Regions from separate parts of the Sus scrofa genome. Here region 1 is linked to region 2. A link is a contact called in public Hi-C data. All regions are on one chromosome and are shown on one strand. Each heading gives the region's core, a stretch centred on a gene start, on an enhancer-like site or on the middle of the called end of the contact. The rest is flanking DNA. Distances are from core to core; before and after follow the strand shown. Region 1 overlaps LOC106508363 (a long non-coding RNA gene). Region 2 holds the start of S1PR1 (sphingosine 1-phosphate receptor 1).

The links. Hi-C and Micro-C count contacts between places; a contact is called where the count stands out from the background.
Region 1: a Hi-C map of subcutaneous adipose tissue shows a contact between it and region 2, with 1.6 times the contacts expected there. The contact joins the enhancer-like site here to the promoter of S1PR1 in region 2. A contact is called at or near these places in 3 of 5 promoter capture datasets (fetal liver and liver), 8 of 47 Hi-C or Micro-C datasets (embryonic fibroblasts, liver, psoas muscle and 2 more) and 1 of 2 datasets of contacts at active chromatin or transcription factors (skeletal muscle).

What each region holds. Positions count from the first base shown.
Region 1 is chr4:117,205,017-117,209,103 of Sscrofa11.1, reverse strand. LOC106508363 (a long non-coding RNA gene) reads left to right here. Exons shown (of 7, transcript XR_002343569.1): 2 at 1,503-1,748. Among named protein-coding and RNA genes, the nearest start is that of DPH5, 62 kb to the left of the region's middle. Within about 2 kb of position 2,108, at least 5 of the 83 cell types and tissues checked have an H3K27ac peak or open chromatin away from gene starts, as enhancers often do. A contact at or near this core is called in subcutaneous adipose tissue, where this site is marked.
Region 2 is chr4:117,067,583-117,071,693 of Sscrofa11.1, reverse strand. It overlaps S1PR1 (sphingosine 1-phosphate receptor 1), which reads left to right and starts at 1,970. Exons shown (of 2, transcript XM_021090128.1): 1 at 1,970-3,268. It overlaps LOC110260372 (a long non-coding RNA gene), which reads right to left and starts at 2,645. Exons shown (of 2, transcript XR_002343565.1): 1 at 2,558-2,645; 2 at 1,179-2,080.

The sequences.
Region 1 (4,087 bases), core at 859-3,358, 140 kb before region 2:
GGGTTTTTTCCCTCCGTCTTATATCCCGACGCATCTCATACGTCATTTGGCAAATGTTGAATGCCACAGGGTGTGCAACACTTTAGCAAGCCTAAAGAAAGGCACCAGAGACAAAAAACAAACCACATGCTGCAGAACAGTTTTTGAGGGGAAAATGAGGCCATTTTCTGGAGTCTTCTCTGTCTTTCAAAATGTAAGAAGTGTGAAATGGGAACCTAGAGGGGGCAGAAAATTGGTGATAGGATTCTTAGACCAGATTTCCAGCTTCTTGGTGCTCTTGATGTTCAGCCTGGTTATCAAACTTTTCTTCATTTCTTCACTCAGAATTCCTTCTTGTTCCAGTAGGATTGCTTCAGTTTATGACAATGAGTAGGCATACACTAAGCCACTTTCAGAAATGAGTCAGAACTAAGACATAACCTAAAGAAATGAAATAAGGTGCTTTTCATTTAAAGTGTCTCTTTTTCTTTTTGCTTTTTAGGGCTGCACCTGGCAGCATATGGAAGTTCCCGGGCTAGGGGTCAAATCAGAGCTATAGCTGCCGGCCTATGCCACAGCCACAGCAATGCCAGATCTGAGCTGCATCTTCGGCCTATACCACAGCTCACGGTAATGCCAGATCCTTAAGCCATGGATCGAGGCAAGGGATCGAACCCGAAACCTCATGTTTCCTTGTCAGATTTGTTTCTGCTGTGCCATGACAGGAATTCCTAAAGTGTCTTTTTCATGCATCTTTGTATTTCTCCTACATTTTCATTGAGTCTGATGTTTATTTTGTTTATATGTTTAGCTTACACAGTATAGGCAGAATGTCCCTAATTTTTTTCAGTTAGATGTTAGATAAACTCACCATACATAATTTTCAACTTCACATTTTATTTTTCTTTCTCAGCCGGGCCCATAGCATATGGAAGTTTCTAGTCTGGAGTTCAAATCCAGGCCTCTCCTATGACCTATACCACAGCTGCAGCAAGGCTGAATCCTTTAACCACTGTGCCAGGCCTGGGATTAAACCTGGGATGCCTCAGAGACACCACCATAAACTTAACCCACTGCACCACAGTGGGAGCTCCACAACCTCATATTTTTTTTTTTTTAAAGTTTTAATTAGGGGAGTTCCCATCGTGGCACAGCAGAAATGAATCTGACTAGGAACCATGAGGTTGTGGGTTCGATCCCTGGCCTCCCTCAGTGGGTTAAGGATCCAGTGTTGTCATGAGCTGTGGTGAAGGTCGAAGACACGGCTTGGATTCTAAGTTCTGTGGCTGTGGCGTAGGCCAGCAGCTATACCTCCGATTCAGCCCCTAGTCTGGGAACCTCCACATGCCACTAGCGCGGCCCTAAAAAGCAAAAAAAAAAAAAAAAAAAAAAAAAAAAAGTTTTAATTACACAAAGAACTCATTCACATGGCTTTAGGGACTCAAAGTTAATAGGAAACAGCAGTAAAAATGTCCCTCTCATAAAATGTTGTGATCATCATCTTCCTTTTTTTGTTCTCCAAGGTGCCTCCTAAGGGTGGTTTTTTCAGTGAAGCTGTGGTATACGCACTGCAAGAATGTGATGCTCATGATACTGGAATGACCAAAAGATATGAGTATGACTGTCTCTTGGGAGACGCCATCGAGGGCAGTGCCATGAAACATGAGAATCTCTGGGGCACCACAGCATTGTAACTCAGGAGCTATGGCTTTGCCAACACTACACAGTCCTGTCTGATGTCCTGTAGGCGGCTGGGAGTACATACATAGGTATGTATTGTAGGCACCTTCCGTCACTATCCTGTTTTTGGAGAGTCAACCATTCTTTTTTGTATTTTTAGGGGATTAAATAATTTTGTAATGTAGTGTGACTCTGAGCATGGCAGATGGCAGAAAAATACAATATGTTTTTAAAGAAATACAATTTTATTGTGTTTTGAAATCCCTTTAGATGTTTTCTGATACAACTCCCAGTGACTTAGTTGCAAAGTCAGCTGTCCCAGATGTGATATCTCAGTCCCTGTTAATCTTTTTATAAATTCTTTTGCTATTTTGTAATCTTGTGATTCATGTCTATCCTTAAGTGTCCTTTTGCCTTTATGTCCATTTGTCTTTATGCCACTTTTTCATGTTTCCGCCTCAATTAAAGAGAAACCGTCATTCACAGAGCAGCGGCTTAAGCTCTGCCTCTTTGCTGATTCTCATCATAGAAATTACCCAAGTCTCACCAGACCTGCACCTTGAAGAGGGAAGATACCATGAGTGAGGGTTTAGTCCTAACTAGAAAGGTTAAGGTTAAAAAAGAAGGTCAAGAAACTTAGTTGACCCACAAACTAAATCTTGCTTATTAACCAGAGTGCCGTGGTGTATGCATTATAATAATGTGAATTTATCCTCTATTATTTTGAATCAAGAATACCACGTTGGAGTTCCTGTCCTGGCACAGCAGAAAAGAATCTTACTAGCATCCATGAGGATGCAAGTTCGACCCCTGGCCTTGCTCAGTGGGTTAAGGATCCAGCGTTGCCGTGAGCTGTGGTGTAGGTCGCAGACGCGACTCAGATCTGGCATTGCTGTGGCTGTGGTGCAGGCCGGGGGCAACAGCTCCAATTAGACGCCTCGTCTGGGAACCTCCATATGCCCCAATAAGACAAAAAGACAAAAAAAAAAAAAAAAAAAAAAGGATACAGCATCATATACCAGAGAGACTGTGTTGTACTAACATATCGCATATCATGCATAGAGTTACAGCAGGGGTGCCTAAGACCTCAGCGAGGGTCGCAGAGGGTCGCAGACGGAAAGAACAGTGGATTAGAAATAAGGAAGACTCCAAGTCTCGTCTCAGTTCTGCCGATATTACCTACGTGTGTTTGAGGCCAATTGTTTAAATTCTCTGGGCCCTGGCAAGAAAAGGGGAAAAGAAGTAGAAGGCACACCCAATTCCTTTTTAGAGTATGATCCAGAATTTGCACGCGTGACTTCTGCTCTTGTGCCTTTGGCCAGAGCTTAGGCAATTGTTCACATGTATCTGGAAAGGAGGCTGGAGCGACATGTGGTCTGTAGCTGGACCTTGTAGGATTTTATTACTAAAGGAATTGGACTTTTGAAGGACAACTCCCAGTCTTAGTCATTGTCCCCTCTTATCCTCCCGTAAAGGCTCTCGGCACCTTCCTTCCTCTGCCCTCGAGCAGTTTTCTGCATACGCCAGAATTGAGTCAGATGGTCACCTCTAGATGTAAGGAAGCCAAGGAAACAGGAAACAGGATTTACATGATTGGCTTTGACCAATGTTTCCCTAAATTTCTTGGTTTGCTGCTCCCTTGGGGGTCTTGGCAGATTTTTTTCATGGTGCCAAAAGAAACACAGAAAAGTTCCATTTACGACTTGGTAGCCAGTTGAATAAAGTGTGCCCATAAAGTGAAAGAAAAGTAGTATCTTTTTCATTTTTAAATAATCACATTTTATTAATGGGTGTTATTACTTTTGGGGGGCTCCACAACTTCTCAAACATTGGAATCAGATTCGAGCATGCCGTTTCTTGTGCTACATGCTTTTCCTGCCATAGTTTCTTTGTTTTCTAGTCACAGCAACCACTGCAAACCCAACTTTGCAATAATATGGCACAGTCTAAAGCAATGTAGTGATCTAGTATGAAAACTGTACCTAAACTAGTAATCTGTTTGCTGTCCAACAGATGTTGAGTCCCGCTGTGTTTCCCTTGAAAATTAAACTATGTCGTGCCCCCAGTGAATTTGCTTTGGCACCCTTGAAAACTGAGCATGCAGTTTGAGAATCCTTGATTTAAACTAATCATGATCCTTTCTTGGAGGCTGGAGATACTGCTCCCTGTAAAGAATTAGGCTTCTTTTAGAGAGGAAGAAGAGGGAATGGAAATTATTTAGGAAACTAATAATTTCTGCCTCGGTGTGCTTCAACCAGACTATGTGCTCTTGTAGGTCAGCGACCACAGCTGTTTTTACGTACTGTTTTAGGAATAGCACAGTTCTTGGTACTTAGAGGGAGCGCAGTACGTATTTATTAAATGAATAATTATATGATCAACAGTATGGCTAATTCTCTTAGCCGTAGAATGCCAGCTTATAGGAAAT
Region 2 (4,111 bases), core at 721-3,220:
AGCTGTGAGAAGGAGGTAAGGTTGGGTGAAATTGTGATTAAATGGGAACATACAAGTGGTGTGACTCTTTTCTCCATGAAGTAGGAGGCTAGTTATTCTCCTACGAACAAGTGAGTAAGAAGAGAGGGCTAGGGGGACTGAGGGAGGACAGAGAGTTGGAAAGTGACTGGAGCATTTAGGAAAGAGAGTAGGGTTGCCAGATTTAGAAAATAAAAATATAGCACACTCAGTTAACTCTGATTGCACATTAAGAACACAATTGCTTCAGGACATGTCCCAAATACTGCACCGTATTTTAACTGGCAGTCCTTAAAGAGAGGCACAAAAGCAGGCATAAAGAACAGCAAAGCTGCTTTGAGAGAAGGAATTTGGAATGGATCAACCTCCATGTGATGGGCATCAGATGGTAACCTCAGTGAGCCCAGAGGTAAGGTAGGAACACTGAGCTTGCCTTCCAGGCAGGAGTGGAAAGGGAGCTGGGCTCACAGCCCAGAGATAGCTCAAGGATGCAACTCTTGGGGACTCTCCTGAGAGTAATGGGAAGAGATATGTGTGGGAACCAGAGGCTTGAAACTGGCAAGGAAGCCTTTACTGTAAAGAACGTTGTTGCCTTCTTTCTAGTTTGGCCAGGGTGGTCATCTACATTTTATATCTCATAGCTGTCTGCTAAGGATGAATTTTGCTAAGTCATCATCTGCAAAGTATTTGAGCTCTAAATACTGAATCAATATTGCATCTTGTCCTTGTCACCAGTATTCACAAGAAAAGGACTGACTTCCACCAACACAATTCTTTGACATGGTTGAGGTTTATCGTGGTGGTTGGGAGAAATGGTTAAGAATCTGCAGCCCATCTATGGTCAAAGCCCACACTAATCAAGTTGCTTAATATGTCTGGGATGCAGTTTCCTCGTTTGTAAAATCAGAATATGCACAGTACCAACTTGTAGGGACATGGTAAGGATTAAATATGTGAATATGTGTAACACTTGCGTAGTCAGGAAACAAATGGTTTTACAAAGACTTCCATTGTCAAGACATTGTATCACAGAGAACCCCCTAACTGTATACTGAAGGCATTTGACATGGCATTTGCAGTATTTAATTTTTGGAACCAGGAGTTCCCCTTGTGGCTCAGTGGGTTATGTAACTGACTAGTATTCATGAAGACTCAGTGGGTTTGATCCCTGGCCTTGCTCAGTGGGTTAACTATCTGAAGTTGCTGTGAGCTTCGGTGTAGGTTGCAGTTGAAACCTGGGTCCTGAGTTTCTGTGACAGCTATAGCTCCAATTCGACCCCTAGCCTGGGAACTTCCATATGCCATGGGTGCAGCCCTGAAATGCAAAATGAATAAATATGTAAATTCGTACACACATACATTTTGGAACCTAGCTCAGCCAATCACTAGCTGTGGATTTAAACTGTCTGAATTTTCCTTCATCCACAAAATGGCCAACAATGCTTGCTTCACAGAGTAGTCGTGTTGAATTCCATAGTTTATCACATGTCTGATACAGTCTGGGTTGTGCAATTTACTTTAGTTCCTTTCCCTTTAAATTAATGGATGGGGTGAAGGGTGCCAGCTTCATCCAGCATGTTGTGCTGAGTAGACAGGATATCTTCCCTTTGAAGTGAAATACGGCCTCAGACCCAGAGTTGCTTCTAGAGTCTAGAGGACCGTTATTTTAATTTCTACACGGTCGGCACAGACTGTTGTCAAATTTGCGGTGGGTGTGTGCTGGCTGCAAGACCGTTGATGATGTCTTTTGGGACAAGTGTGTACTAACTGTCATTTGATTTTTTTTTTTTTTCCCCTTTGCAAAGTCATAAGATCCCAGAAGCCAGTTGTTTATTCTTTCAGCCTCCTTCTGAGTCATTCAGGTACAGGGTGTGTCTGTTCTGTGTCAATTGAAACTACCCGACGGAGTTTTGCGCTCACATCTGCCGGCATGGGAAGCCGGTGAGACCGCAGACTGGATGGGAACTGGACGGAAACGGTCCTTGCAGCAGGAGGGCAGGGCAGAGGTGCCTGCGCTTATCACCCAGGCAGAGAGGACAAGGCCGCCCCTCAGTCTTCTGTTCTGAAGTCGCATCCAAGAGAAAGAAGGGAGTGAGCTAGTGTGGGCACTGAGGTTTGGGGCCCTCCCAGGTAGAAGGGGAGAGAAGGGCACCTGCCCCCCCCCCTCCCCGGGCTGGGTGGCAGCAGGCCTAGGCTGGTCTAGGCCTGGCAGCATCTTTCCCTTCGGAAACCCCTGAGCTGCCCAGGCTGTTGAAATCTCTCGGCCCGCAGCAGCTGCCCACCTCCTCAAAGGCCTCCCCACTGGCCAGAATCTGGGACACAGGGCCTGATTTTGCGCCCAGCTGAGTGAGGGGAACCCCCACCTCACACCTCGCCCAGCGCTGGCCCATTTCCCTCTGCGCCCCGCGAAAGCCACTTTCTGCCCCTCAGACCGCAAGTTTCCAGGCAGTAGCGACATAGGGGTGAGGGGTGGAGGTGGGCAGAAGTGCAGGAACCCGTCCGGGCCGTTGTCCCTTCTAGGCTGCTTGCGTCCCCCTACCTCTCCTCCCCAGAGCGCGGCCGGGACGCGGCGGGGACGCGGCGCCACTTTCCTCTGTCTGCACCCGAAGCGGTCCCGGGGACGCCTTGCCACAATCTCGCGACTCGGGTCCCCCCAGGGCTGCGGGGGGCGGTGGGGTGGGGGGAGGAGCGTCGAGGGGCACCACAGACGCCTCTGTTCCCTAAGACTTTTCTGCTGAAAAGTTTCCAAAGGCTCTTCACCTCTTCTCTTTTCTAAGGCTCAGAGAACGGTCCCCACCGCCTGGGAGTGGCGGCGAGCTGGGCGAGGACCGTGATTTATACATTAGAGTCCAGGGGGCACGAGGCTCCGCCCCCCTTTTTTCCTCTTTTAGCTGCTTGTGGGGGAGGAGGGGTTCTTTTTGACTGTGCGTGTCTGTGTTTCTGCTCTAGATCTTTCCTGGACAGTAGTCTCAGCGGCAGAGATCCGGAGGCCACCCGTCGCGGGCGGAGGACGTGGGGGGGGGAGGGCTTGAGGCACTCACCGCCTCCCGGTCCCTTCCTAAAGAAGCCACTCGGCCTCTGCGGGGCGCTCGGCGACTTCAGCTGGCCGCGCTGGCCATTGGAGTGTGCGGCTGAGGAGGGAGTAAGTTGAGAGCGCAGCGCAGTCAGTCCCGGGCAGCAGCTGCAAGATGCCGAGCGCGCAGTCCAGACCCGAAGCTCCGCGAACGCAGCTTCGTCCCGCCTGAGCCAGGTAGGGAGTGCGCGCGGGGCCGGCGCCGACCCGGGCGCACCGGGAAGCATCGCGGCCGGACGTCTCCCGAGGCTGAAACAAATTTTTAAACCGGAACGAAGTAAAACAAACACTTTTAAAACATTCGTCTTTGGATGCTGAAAACAGGCATCTCTGGAATACTAAGGAAGGAACCCAACTCCGATCGGATTGTTTTTGGAGCACTTGTGCCTCTAAAAGTTTGGAAAAGGGTCAAGTCCCCGTGGCGGAGCCGTCTGGGGTTAGGGGAGAGCGGAAGCTGCGGTGGGCTGGAGGAGAGGGAGGAAAGGCTCGTATTTTGGGAAATCCTATAGACAAAGAATATGGCAGGAGGGGTAAGGGCATAAACTTGCCCTGAGAATGAGCAGGGTGTGGAATTAGGTGTGGGAAACGCCGGGCTTCTGGGCTCCAGCAGCCTCTGCTGTCCAGGAATTGCTGCGACTGCTCTCACCTCGATTACTCCACGTTTATCGCATTTGCTACTTTACCTGGAAGCATTTAAACAACGTGCGGGCAGACTTCTAATCAGTGTCGTGCTTCATTCCCTCCGCACTTTCTAGTTCTATGAGAGGAGGCAACGTGTTGAGGGGAGGGCTGTAAATAAAATTGCCCGCGCTAGCTTAGCAATGCACCGCCAGGCGTCTGTTTGTGTGAGTTTCTGGAGAGTAATTTTGCACTAGGAATTTGGAATGTAGTGGCATGTATTGTTATCATTGGTAGTTTAACTTCTCTTTCTCTGTGTGTGTTTTGGCTAAACCCACAGTAACTAAAAATACTCCTTTTGCAATCAATGAATCTACGAAACTTCTGGGATTTATTGCAATA